Linked DNA regions of Macaca mulatta: region 1 is linked to region 2. Evidence: chromatin contacts called from public Hi-C data. All regions are on one chromosome and are shown on one strand. The core of a region is the stretch at or near the end of the contact, and the rest is flanking DNA. Distances in the headings are between cores, read along the strand shown.

Evidence for each region. A called contact is a pair of places that touch in the nucleus more often than the background predicts.
Region 1: a contact with region 2 is called in a Hi-C map of fetal cortex germinal zone, with 5 times the contacts expected there. The contact joins the promoter of NT5DC2 here to the promoter of TWF2 in region 2. A contact is called at or near these places in 2 of 14 Hi-C or Micro-C datasets (fetal cortex germinal zone and liver).

The regions. Positions count from the first base shown.
Region 1 is chr2:116,083,140-116,089,782 of T2T-MMU8v2.0, forward strand. It overlaps NT5DC2 (5'-nucleotidase domain containing 2), which reads right to left and starts at 1,344. Exons shown (of 14, transcript XM_077993087.1): 1 at 860-1,344. The coding sequence starts at 980. It overlaps UQCC5 (ubiquinol-cytochrome c reductase complex assembly factor 5), which reads left to right and starts at 2,913. Exons shown (of 2, transcript XM_002802794.4): 1 at 2,913-3,202. The coding sequence starts at 3,052. It overlaps LOC144339231 (a long non-coding RNA gene), which reads right to left. Exons shown (of 3, transcript XR_013414024.1): 3 at 2,945-4,345.
Region 2 is chr2:115,766,815-115,772,913 of T2T-MMU8v2.0, forward strand. It overlaps TWF2 (twinfilin actin binding protein 2), which reads right to left and starts at 2,316. Exons shown (of 9, transcript NM_001433503.1): 1 at 2,120-2,316. The coding sequence starts at 2,144. It overlaps LOC114676359 (a long non-coding RNA gene), which reads left to right and starts at 2,314. Exons shown (of 2, transcript XR_013414000.1): 1 at 2,314-2,556; 2 at 3,513-4,433.

The sequences.
Region 1 (6,643 bases), core at 94-2,593, 320 kb after region 2:
CGCGCCGCCGGCGCCCGCCGCCCGCCGCCCGCGCTGCCCTGGCCCTCCCGCCGCCCGCCGCCCGCCGCCCTCCGACTGCGCGCCCGCCACGGTGGCCTCGTGCTCCTCACGGCGGCCGGCCAATGGGTGCGTCGCGCGGAGCCCGGCCTGCCAATGGGCGCGCCCCTCGGCCCGTGGGGCGGGAGGCCCCGGACCCGGCGGGGCCGGGCCGGGCCGGGTCTGGCCGGCCCGGGCGGGGCGGGCTCCCCAGCCCCCTCCCCCAGTCTCCCGCGCGGCGCGGGAGGACTCCGCGCCCCTCTTCGGCCGTCACGCCGGCGATGGCGGCGCCCTTCCCTGGCCCCAGCCCTGGATGTCAGAGGGCCTAAGCGCGGCCGTCCCTGCGAGGCTCCGGACGGCCGAGGCGCCGAGCAGAGACAGCCCGAGCGCGACGTGTACCCCCCCCCACCCCGGTCCCCAGGTCCTCTACCGCCCTCTCCGCTCCCGGGTCCGCCCGCCCCACCCTGCGCCTCTGGATGCTTTTGACCCCAGATTCTCTGCCTCTCCCCCCAGTCCTGGTGCGCTCCTTTCCGGGGGTCTTGGTCCCCAGTCTCCGGGCTCGGACTGACTGACCACTGACCAGAGCCCAGGCCGGTCCACTCACTGGTCTAACAAATAAAGAGCCTTTCCCGCGCTCCCCGGTGCCAGGCCCACGCTGGGGGAGGCCGAGAGGCCTGCAGGGCAGCCGACGTCCACTAAGGCAGACTCTTCTCCCGCTAGGGTGACCCCTTCTAACTCAACCAGGTGACTGGGCCGTGCGCTGCAGGGTTGTGGGCCACGGTCACTGCGCCTGCTTGTTTCTGACCTCGGTAAGTGGCCACACCCGTCAACCCCCGGTTTCCCGACGCAGGCCCCTCGTGAGATGCTGTGGTCTTTTCTAGCAATGTCGCCAGGCTTTCCAACAAAATTCCTCTTTCCTGCGCAGAACCGCTCTCCACTCGCATTTCTTCTGCTCAGATCCGTATTCCGAGCCCGCACCAGGCTGTGTGCCGGGTCCAGAGGAGGCCGACCCAGCACCCGGGGGCCCTGTCGAAGGGTGCCAGCTGGGCACGCGTTGTTTTCTGAGGTGGCCTCGCTGTCTTTCAGGGTGTGTGTACATTCGAAACTCCACTGAACCTTGATTGAAGACCTAGTGTGGCAGTCCATGGCCTGGAGACTGGTAAGGATTGAGGCCATAGGATGGGCTTGAGTGTGGCGGTGCCCCCAGGGCCCCACTGAACTAGTGGGTGTGCTGGGAACCTGGCCACACGTGAACCTCTCCAGACGAGGGGCTGCTCTGCAGCGTCCAGCCGTCAAAACCTCCTGTAGAAATTGGAGCGAGCATCAAGCCTGTGTGTGTGCATGCTTGGGCGGAGTCAACCCGGAGAAGAAAGAGGCTTCCGGGCTGGCCCTCCAAAGCCGGTTGTACAGGCGGCAGCTCAGGCTACTCACTGCGGGCCCTATGACCCTTTCTGGGGCGCTGCTTGCTCTCTCCAGTCTGCTTTTGTATATTTTGTGTCCATATCACCAAATCGTCTCATTGGTTCTAAGCTTTCATTTACCTCCCTTAGATTGTCTAATAGTTGTCTCCCTTCTCAAAGCTGTTCCTGCAGTTTTTATTTTAGTTCTAGGTAATGGGGTGACAGCCCCCTTCAGTTATCTTCAGCAAGCACAGCAGCATGAGAGGACGCAATGACAAGTGAAGTCTCTTAAGTCAGAGCCCTGCTTCTATCTGGCATAGCTTCTTAGTCAATTAAGAGAATACATGTAAAGAATACACGTTCAGACTGGGCGCGGTGGCTCATGCCTGTAATTGCAGCACTTTGGGAGGCCAAGGCAGGAGGATCTCTTGAGCCCAGGAGTTTGAGACCAGCCTGGGCAATATAGTGGGACCCCCGTCTCTACAAAAAATTAAAAAATTAGTCGGGTGTGGTGGTGCACCCCTGTAGTGGTGGGAGGATGTCTTGAGCAGGGGAGGAGGGGTTTGTAGTGAGCCGAGACTGCGCCACTGCACTTCAGCCTTGATGACAGAGTGAGATCCTGTCTCAAAAAACAAACAAAAACCATATTTGGGAATACATGGGAAGAGCTCTGCCAATCATTATCATCATAGTGAATATTCTAACTAATGTTAATCAGTTACTATGCTCCAGGGTTGTGTTCAGTGCCTCATTCCTATTACCGCACTACATTCTCACAGCGTCAGAACAAGGCCTCCGTTTTACGGCTTAGGGAATTGAAGCACAGATGGGCTAAGGGAGCACCTGTAGAGCAGGGATGTGGTTTGATAACAGAGCGCATGCTCTTTAACTATCCTGCCCTTCTGCGATTGTTGTGAGTAAAGCACCTACAAGTTCCTGTAGAACGGTAAGTGCCCCATACAACATAGCTTTTATTAATTTTAGGTATCTCACGCAGCGCTTAGATTTTTGCTGTGATCATTGATAAAGTTCAGCTTTCAACACTCCATATCAAATTCTGTTACTTCAGAAGTCTAGGCACCAATCACATCTCCGAAATAAACGCAAGGCATTGCATAATTGCATTTTGGAATGTGGTGCTGTACATAGTCCATCCGAGAGGGTTATCACTTCTCTCTGGGTATTAAGAATAAAAATGGCGGTGGCAAAGTAGGGGGCGCGGCTGCCAGCTCCGAGTTCAGACCCGCACTGGGGAGGCAGAGGGCGGGGCCGGGCCGACGCCACGTGGGCTGCCCTTCCCTTTTGGGCAGCCCCACCTCCAGAGCTGAGGCGCCTGCGCCAGCAGCTTCTGGCCCTGCTCGGCCTCAGGGAGCACGCGCACCCTGCGTACTCTGATTGGCGGAGCCTCACGCCCCCCGCTGCATTCTGATTGGTTGATCCGCCTTGCTTTAGGAGGTCGGCGCCCAGCTTTCCGGCACTCGTACGCGTACCGTACCGCGCTCGTTAGTATTCCAGGCTGCCGTACACGGCGAGTACGGGCGGGGCCGGCCTTGGCTGCGTCCGGGCGTTCCAGTGCGTAGTTCCGCCATACCCATCTCCACGACCTCGGTCGAGCATGTTCACCAGGGCCCAGGTGAGACGGATTCTGCAGCGGGTGCCCGGGAAGCAGCGACTTGGCATCTACCGGTTCCTGCCCTTCTTTTTTGTCCTGGGAGGAACGATGGAGTGGATCATGATTAAAGTGCGCGTAGGCCAGGAGACCTTCTGTAAGTGAGGGGGTAGCAGTCTCTGCTTTCAGGAAGGCACGAGGCGTAGGGATCCGTTTTTCTGGGAAGTATTCTCAGATTGCAAAGTGCGCATTCCACTCAGAACGCTGGGCAAGTGCAGTTCCATTCGCTTGGCAGTCAGGGCGGCCTGGCTCTCTTGTAGGCCGGGCACATTGGCGTCCAACCTTGCGACCTTCCCTGCACTTAGAGGCGAGATCACGTGCTTCCAGCCCTCTCACGCCTGCCCTTCACCCGTGCCGGTGACATCGCCTAAGGAACGGACTTGCTCACAACAATCGTAGAAGGGGGTGGATATGAGGGGTCAGGGAAACTCCTGCTAAATAGCCATTTCACTTTGGACTCATCTGTCCAAACTCTGGAGGGAGCTGATCTGCCTGACTTTGCTATTTACCACTGCCTTTACAGGGCAGTCATTGGCACCAGGTCTTTGGTCTGGGTCCAGATGATCAGCACTGTAAAGACAGTGGTAATGCCTGGCTCTGCATTACTGAGCATTAACTCTGGACAGGCCAGTTCCTTTCAGGACTTCCCCAACCCCTCGGCCCTTTCTGCTTTGCCCCTCTCCTGAAACGCTATCGTTTGTGAATTGCCAACCCAATTAAAGAATTGTTACGTTAGTGATTCCTAAAGATCCTTAGTCCTTCTATTCATCCATTCATTGATACTTAATGAACATTCTTGAGGGGCTGTAATGAAAAAGGCAGAGGTGTCCCTTACCCCAGAAGAGCTCTAATGGGAAAGAAGATGATAAAGACAGTTACCACACGCAGTGATCAGTGCTGTGAGAAGGAAGTGGGAGGAACATAGGAATCTCGGTTGGGCACATCAACTGGACTAGATGGTGCAGGGAAGGCTTCAGGAAGCAGCTACCAAGTAAAGTAGGACCTGAAGACTGAGTAGGTGTCAGTCAGATGAGGGGAAGGTGTGTGGAATTGAAAGCATCTCCATAGCAGTGGTAGGAGCACTTGTGTGAGAGTATGCTGTGTGTTTGAGGGATTGAAGCAGATGAACAAAGTGGGGATGGCTAGAAGGGTGCCTGGGCAGGGTGGCAAAGGGACTGGAGAATCAGGAATGGATCCCAAGGATTCATTTTAAGGAGAGGATTTAACATGTGGAGAATGGCTCCTTGTGGACAGATTGGTAGGAACAGTTACGCTGTATGGCTGTCTAGAGTTGAGACGGTGGCCTGGTCTAGGTTGGGGCAGAAAGGATGCCAAGAAGGGGTGGAAGTAAGAGACAGCCCAGAGGTAGTACTGACAGGGCATGGTAATTGAGTGGACTCAGGAGATGAGGAGTGGAGGCTTCTGGTGGGACACCTGGGGCAGGGGTGGTGCATTTCCTGAACGTGCAGAACACAGGCAGGGCCATCCTGGGCACCATCTGGGACGTGATGAAGTAGATATGGTTATACAGAGCTGAAGCTCAGGAGGCAAATCTGGGCCAGAAATTGGGATTCGTGAACCATTCACAAGCAAATTGTGATGGAAGTCAAACCCTAACTTTTTTTTTTTTTTTGAGACAGAGTCTGTCGCCCAGGCTGGAATGCAGTGGCCGGATCTCAGCTCACTGCTCCGCCTCCCGGGTTTACGCCATTCTCCTGCCTCAGCCTCCCGAGTAGCTGGGACTACAGGCGCCCGCCACCTCGCCCGGCTAGTTTTTTGTATTTTTTAGTAGAGACGGGGTTTCACCGGGTTAGCCAGGATGGTCTCGATCTCCTGACCTCATGATCCGCCCATCTCGGCCTCCCAAAGTGCTGGGATTACAGGCTTGAGCCACCACGCCTGGCCAAACCCTAACATTTTAATTTAATTTAATTAATTTATTTTTTGAGACTGAGTTTTGCTCTTGTTGCCCAGGCTGGAGTGCAATGGTGCGATCTCGGCTCACCGCAACCTCTGCCTCCCAGGGTCAAGCGATTCTCTTGCCTCAGCCTCTGGAGTAGCTGGGATTACAGGTATGCGCCACCACACCCGGCTAATTTTGTATTTTTAGTAGAGATGGGGTGTCTCCATGTTGGTCAGGCTGGTCTCGAACTCCTGACCTCAGGTGATCTGCCCACCTTGGCCTCCCAAAGTGCTGGGATTACAGGTGTGAGCACTGTGCCTGGCCCAAACCCCAACATTTTAAGGGTAACTGAGAATGGCCAGAGAGGCAAGGAAGGAAACCAGGAAGATTTGTTATCACAAAAGAAAAGAGGTTAAAGAAGTCCGGCTCTGAAGGGGAGGTAACCCCCTTCCTCTAGGAGAGACTGCAGGATATACAAATAATGATCTAGAAGGAGAGGGTGGAGAGAGGCTGGAGATACTGGACCCTTGAGGGTGGGAGAGGGTGGGACCAGAACTGGGTGACAGGAGTAAGCCCTTGGAAGTTAGCTGGAAGAGTTCCTTATGATGAGTTTCCTCTGTGAAGGAATAGAGGAAATGGCCATTACGGGGTGGGTGAAGAAGAGTCAGGATCATGGCTGAGGAAACAGGATTGTCAGACACCTCAATGGACCCAGTTAGAGGCATAAATTGGCCCCTCAGTGCACAGCAAGCAGGGTGAAGCATGGGGAAGGGAGGAAGTTGGATTAATCAGTGGTTGGGGTTTTGAGGTTGTGTCAGGAAGTTAAGATACTGACAAGAGTATGAAAGAATTTTAGCTGATTTGCCAGGAGAGAGAACAAGAGGCAGCTGAGTGGGGAAGACGGGCGGAAGGCCTGGGGAAGAAACCTGAGGTCCAAGGACAGGAGGGCTGGAAAGGTAATGGGGGTTGTGGTATGAACAGACATCCTTCAGAGGAGCCCTGCAAATGACTGGAAGATGTTGAAGGTGAAGGGGGCTGGGTAAGCTTCATCCCCATGGGTAAGAGTGGTATCTGGGGAGAAGGCACAGGACAGGGGCAAGGAACCTGAGCTAGAGGCCAGCACTTTTGGTGACTGAAGGGGCATGATGGAGAGCAGGTGCCAAAGAAAGATGTTGGTAGACAAATAGCATGAGCCATGAAGGAAGAAGATTTTTTTTTTTTTTTTGAGAGAGAGTCTTGCTCTGTCGCCCAGGCTGGAGTGTGGGGGCATGATCTTGGCTCACTGCAACCTCTGCCTCTTGGGTTCAAGCGACTCTCCTGCCTCAGCCTCCCGAGTAGCTGGGACTATAGGTGCCTGCCACCACACCCGGCTAATTTTTGTATTTTCAGTAGCGACGGGGTTTCACCATATTGGCCAGACTGGTCTCAAACTCCTGACCTTTGGCCTCCTGAAGTGCTGGGATTATAGGCATGAGCCACTGTGCCCGGCCTGGAAGAAGATTCTTTACATGAAGGTGGAGAATCAAAGGTCTGGCAAAGCAGCAGCTGGAACAAGGAAACTGATCTCCTCTCCCTACCTGAAGGTTTCTGGGTATGGGAGAGGGAGCATCAGAGAGCCAAGAGGCAAGAAGTGCC
Region 2 (6,099 bases), core at 1,066-3,565:
AAGCCTGGCCTCTGGGGCTCCACCTCTCCCTTAGCTGGGTGACCCCTGACCTCTCTGAACTTCAGTGTATAAAATGGAGATAATAGCCCCAAACCTGGCAGGGCTATGGTGAGGAATAAATGGGAGAAAGGGCTTGGCAATGGTGGCCTCTACTAATAACAATTAATCTTTTATTACGATAACAACAGCAAGCTGACTGTGCTGAGCTGCCTCTTCTATCTGCCCAGACCTTCCCGGAAGGGAGACCAAGAAGCTCCCCCAAAGGACAGGCCGACGGGCCCCTTCTAGTGTTACCAGGGCAAACAGACACCCCAGCAGGGGAAGGCACACCTCCCTGCCCACCCCAGCCCCAATGCCTGCCCAGCCGCCATCAATAATCCAGAGACCAGGCCTGGGACACCTGAGCCTCTATTATCAATGATTCATGAACACCCTCCCTCCGACTCCAGTGAGCCTCACGTTACAGGTCCCTTTCCTGCCCTGCTCTGAGGTCAGCAGATCCACACCTATGGTCAGGACAGGGCTGGCACTTGGTCCTCCAGGGTGATCTCTCCTGCCAACTCCCCCAGCCAGAAATGGGAAGGAGTGGGCTGCTCACAGGTGGAAGGAGGACTGGGGGCAGCCCGGTCCCCAGTGACCCCCTCAGTGGGCCTGTCTCACTATGGGTAATGAGGGAGTGAGGCAGCAGAGAAGGGGTATGGGGTGGCTAACTTCCTGGGATCTCCTCCACCAGGGCTGGAGGCCGGGAGGCAGCAGCTATGACCAGACAAAGGGGAAGGAAGAAGCTGGCCACGAGGCAGTTCCCTCCTGTGGGGCTGAGTCATGAAGCCCGCCTGCCAGCTCCTCCTGGAGAAAGGCTGGCCCATCTGGGAGGCCTGGCCCTGACCCAGGCCCCTGCCTTCGCAGGGCCAGGGAAACCTTTTCAGGGCAGCCCAGCCACCAAGTGGCCACAACCGCACCAGGATTCAGGTGGTCAGGCAGGTCGATGGTGGCAGCCCCAAGCAGGTGATCCTAGTGCGGTGGGAGGGGTGGCTGATGGCCAAACCAGCCAGGCTGTCTGGGCAAACAGCCTGGGCCTTCCCCACAGGCCAGGCAGCCCTCCCAGGTCAGTGACAGATGAGGACACTGAGCCCCAGGTAGAGTCAGGGCACCTGGCTCCTGGCCATTGCTTCTCTCACAGCCCGTCCAAGAAGGAAACTGGGACCCCTGGGGGAGGGGGTGTGTGATGCTAGGGGATGGTGAAGCTTCCTAGGGATGGGGGGGGGCGGGGGTGAGAGCTGGCCTGGATTATTTAGGGCCAGGACTCTCCTCCACAAACCCCATATCTGGACCTCTTCCCTGTCTGCAGTCTGGAGCTGGGATCTTCCAACCAGACTGAGACAGGCTCAGAAAGTCACAACGGAAAATGGGAGGGAGGTCAGAGGTCAAGGTCAGATAGGCAGCTTTCTCCATCCCACTTAGCAGTCTCTGTTCTGGGTTTTCCCCAGCCTGGGGAGAGTGAGTGTCCTGGGAGGAGCAAAGGTCAGGGTCCCCTCACACATACACAAACCCATTCAAGTGATACAGACACATGCGGTATATGCATCCTTGGCAACAAATGCACACTGAGATGCGCTCCAACTATGCACACACACAGACACCCACATACATGTGCACACTGCCATGAAACACTGATGTCTAAAGAGGGTCCTATGGGACCTACAGTGTCCATTCAGCCACAAGTGCCAGTGCATGAATGACCCTTAGATGTGCACAAGGGAGTCACATCGAGAGGTGCACACGTAGGACTGTACACGGAAGACGGGTACACATGCGTGTACACCCACTACAGGAAAGGAACAAAAATATACAGATGGGCACACACAGCCACATTCATCTCCAGGTAGGCACACAGATACTTCCACCCCAGCTGTGTACGTACATGTACACCCACTCCCAGCTATGCACACCACGTCCGTACTCCCCCAGATGTGCCCACCCTAGGCGATCCACGGCTGCAAAAGAGAACAGGAAGCTTCTCCCGGCTGGTGCGGGGTGGAGGGAGGGGCCGAGAGCCGGGGAGGGGGCGCTTCCGAGAGCCGAGACCCAGGCCCCCTGCCCGCCCGCCATCCGCCCTCACCGTGGATGCCCGTCTGGTGCGCCATGGCTCGGCGCTTCGCTCCGTCCGCGCCGTCGGAGCCCTCCACTTGACCCTGGCCCGCCTCCGCTCGCTGGACCAAGAAAGGAGAAGGATGTGGCGGAGGCTGTCGAGCCTCGCGCAGCTTCCCGGGCGGTGCCGCAGGACCCGCCCCCAGCGGCGCCCCGCCCCCGACAGGCGCGGCCGGGAGGCGGGGACTCGGAGCCGCGCGTGCGCGCAGCCTGCGCGTCGGTCCGGGTGGGTCTAAGGCTGATTGATCCGCCGTGCGCACGCCAGCGCGTTCCTCTGTGGCAGGAGAGGGGGCCTGCGTGTGACGGAGCGTGCGTGGGAGGACGCGCGTGTGTGTGCGTCCTGATCACGGTGGTCTGTGGGTGGGGCGGATCGTGCGCGCGCGCCCGACCTGTGCCCCCCCAAGCCAGGTGGGTTTCCGAATAGGAGGGGGTCGCAGCGTACCCGGGTTTGCACCCAGGAAGGGGTCTGCTTGTGGATGGGCGTGCGCACATGCGTGCGTGTGCCAGCTCTTCCCCAGGGGCCGTTTCTTGAGCGCCTCCCGTGGGGTCCTGGGTACCTCGGTGTGGTCATGGCCGCTAGGCTTTGCCCTCACGGTGGAGAGCCCAGGCCCGCCTCACCCGCTAGATGGTGGTAAGAGCCCGTCGAGACAATGTGAGGGGCTGCCAGGAGAAGGCGAAGATTGGAAACCTAGAGGGGAGAATGAAACAGCCCAGCAGAGTGGAGGGAAAAGTTTTCTTTCTTTCTTTTTTTCTGAGACGGAGTTTTGCTCTTGTTGCCCAGGCTGGGGTGCAATGGCGCGATCTCGGCTCACTGCATCCTCCGCCTCCCGGGTTCAAGAGATTCTCCTGCCTCAGCCTCCCGAGTGGCTAGGATTACAGGCATGCGCCTCCATGCCTGGCTAATTTTGTAGTTTTAGTAGAGACGGGGTTTCTCCATGTTGGTCAGGCCGATCTCGAACTCCTGACTACAGGTGATCTGCCCGCCTCGGCCTCCCAAAGGGTTGGGATTACAGGTGTGAGCCACCGCGCCCGGTGGAAAGGTTTTCTTTAAAAAAAAAAATATATATATATATATATATATATATATATATATATATATATATATATTTATTATTATTATTATTATTAAAAAAGAGGGTCACCCTATGTGGTCCAGGCTGCTCTGGAGCTCCTGGGCTCAACCAATCCTCCTGCCTATGGCCTCCTAAAGTGCTGGGATTACAGGTGTGAGCCGCTAGTCCCAGCCAGAAAGGCTTTCTGAGAAGAGAGCACTGCATGTGCAAAGGCCCAGAGGTTGAAAGAGGGCCAGAGCCTGGTGAATCTGAGGAACTTTCCATGTCCTAATGACCTGTGTCTATATCCAGCAGCCTTGCCTTACTGATACCAGTACCTGCCTGCTGCTACCATCCAGTCAACATGTGGCATCTTCCAGGCCACTGTGATGAGTCAGGGATGAGCATCTGACTCTGGTTGGTCCAATCAGCTTGTCCAGGGACTTTGGCTGGGAAGATTGGAAAGGAGGCCAGCTTTTTGGGCTGGGATTGCTAAGAGATGTGATGATGAAGTGTGTGGCCTACCTGGCATCTGGCCCCAGCTTCAGCTCCGTTTACTATCTTGCTCCCCACGCTCACTAGCCTGCATTGAGGCCTCCTCTGTGCCCCCCAACCCCTGAGTTTCTCATCCCCAGAGAACCCAGCATACACAGAATTGAAGGGTTTTCTTATTCATCTTCCTGTGCTCACCCTGAGGACTGGGCCTGTGTCATCAGCTAATCACTGTCCCCTCAAGCACTCACAGTGGAAAATGGAGTGCTATGCAACCCTGCAGCTTGCCATCTGGAACAGTTCACAGGCAAGGCCTCCCACACTGAACCCTGCTCCAGCCAAATAGTGCCAGCAACACAGAGCTACTTGTTACATCAGCTCAGACCAAGCCACATCCACAGGAGCAGTTGGTGATTCCACAGAACCACAAGAGACTTGACCTCCTGGAAACGAATTAACCAAGATTAATGAAAAAGATTAAGGTCATGTGCCCTGTAAAAGTGTCCCTCACTGGATAAACTGTGACAAGGTAGGGTACTGTGTGGTCTACCCAGCTGACCCTCTCCATGGGTCATTCTTTGCTTTTATCACTACCTGGCACATACCTTTACGTATTTGTTTATTGTCTTCCCTCCACCAGTGTTAGGTGTTTGCCCTTGCTGTATCCCCTGTGCCTAGAACAGTGCCCAGCATTGGCAGGTGGCCAATAATTGCAAAATAAGTAAATGTATTAATGAACCATTAGAGGCTTTGTTTTGTACACTTACTACCTGCTGGGCACATTTATTTAATCCTCATGACAGCCCCTGAGGTAGGTGTTACTGTTTCCGTCTTAGAGATAAAGACTCTGAGGTTTGGAGAGGTGAAGTGATTTGATCAATGTCACATGGTAGTGAGTGTGCCCAAGAATCATAGTTTCCTTTATTCGAGAAGTTGGGGGCCAGGTGCAGTGGCTTATGCCTGTAATCCCAACACTTTGGGAGGCCAGGGTGGGAGGATCTCTTGGGCCTAGGAGTTTGAGACCAGCCTGGACAACAATATGGTGAGACTCCATCTCTACCAAAAAAAATTATTTTTAAATTAGCCAGGCATGGTGATGTACATCTGCAGTCCCAGATACTCGGCTAAGGCAGGAGGACTGCTGGAGGCCAGGAATTCAAGACCAGCCTGGTCAACATGGCAAGACCCCATCTGTACATATACGTATCTATAGATAGATAGATTAAAAGATAGATATGTATTAGCCAGGCACAGTCACACGTTTGTAGTCCCAGCTACTTGGGGAGGCTAAGGCCGGAGGATCACCTGAGCCCAGGAGGTCAGGGCTGCAGTGAGCCTTGATCACACCACTGCATTCCAGTTTGGGTGACAGAGTGAGACCCTCTCTAAAATAATTTAAAAATACTGAAGAAACAAAGGGAGCAGTTTGTAGAATCTTGGAGTGGAGGAAACTTCTGTGTCACCAAACACAGAAACCATCAAAGAAAATCTTTCACATCCAAAATTAGTCTATAGAAAAAAACAAAAAAAGAAAATCTTAACCAAATAAGAGACTGAGGCAAGAGCTTCAATCAGTCGAGGTTTATTGAGCCAGAGTTTGAGCGTGCCCAGGAAAGCAACACAAGTCACAGAAACGTCTGTGGCCTGTGCTCTCCCAAGAAGTTTTCAGGAGGCTCAATATTTGTACATTTCTTTAATAAAGGGGAGAAGACAGTGAGGCAAATGGTTATGTTTTTGTGAGACTCTTAATTAGTGTCCCGTAAATCTAGGCTATATGGAAGATAGGTTGAGCACTGGAAGAACAGGGAGTAACAGAAGAGCCAATTATGCAGAGGTCTCAGGGTAGGTGGAGGAATGATTGATCTCATCCTATCCTTGTTCTGCACCTGGGCAGATAAACTTGTAATTGACATTGTCAGTGTGAAATTTAACAGACTTTGGTTTTAGGAGTTAGGTTTAGGTTGCAGACCTAAAGTTGCAATTGACATGTGCTTGTTTTATAGGAGGATATACATCTTGAAAGTTTTAGGGACTGGCAAAGAATTTACTGATGAGCAATTTGTGAGTGCAGTCACCTGGAGATGCGTGAGGCTTTGTGCCTTTTTATGGAGATCTGGTTAATGCATAATATTTTGACACAAGGTTGCAAGGTAACAGGTATCCATTTGGGAAAAGAATGACAGTTTTGGAGAACATTAGTTCTACAGCATAGAATGAAGTGTTGCCGGAATAAAATTTTTAAAAAAATTTAAAAAGAGGCCGGGTGTGGTGGCTCACACCTGTAATCCTAGCATGCCTGTAATCACAGCACTTTGGGAGGCTGAGGCGGGTGGATCACCTGAGGTCAGGAGTTCGAGACCAGCCTGACCAATATGGCGAAACCCTGTCTCTACTAAAAATACAAAAA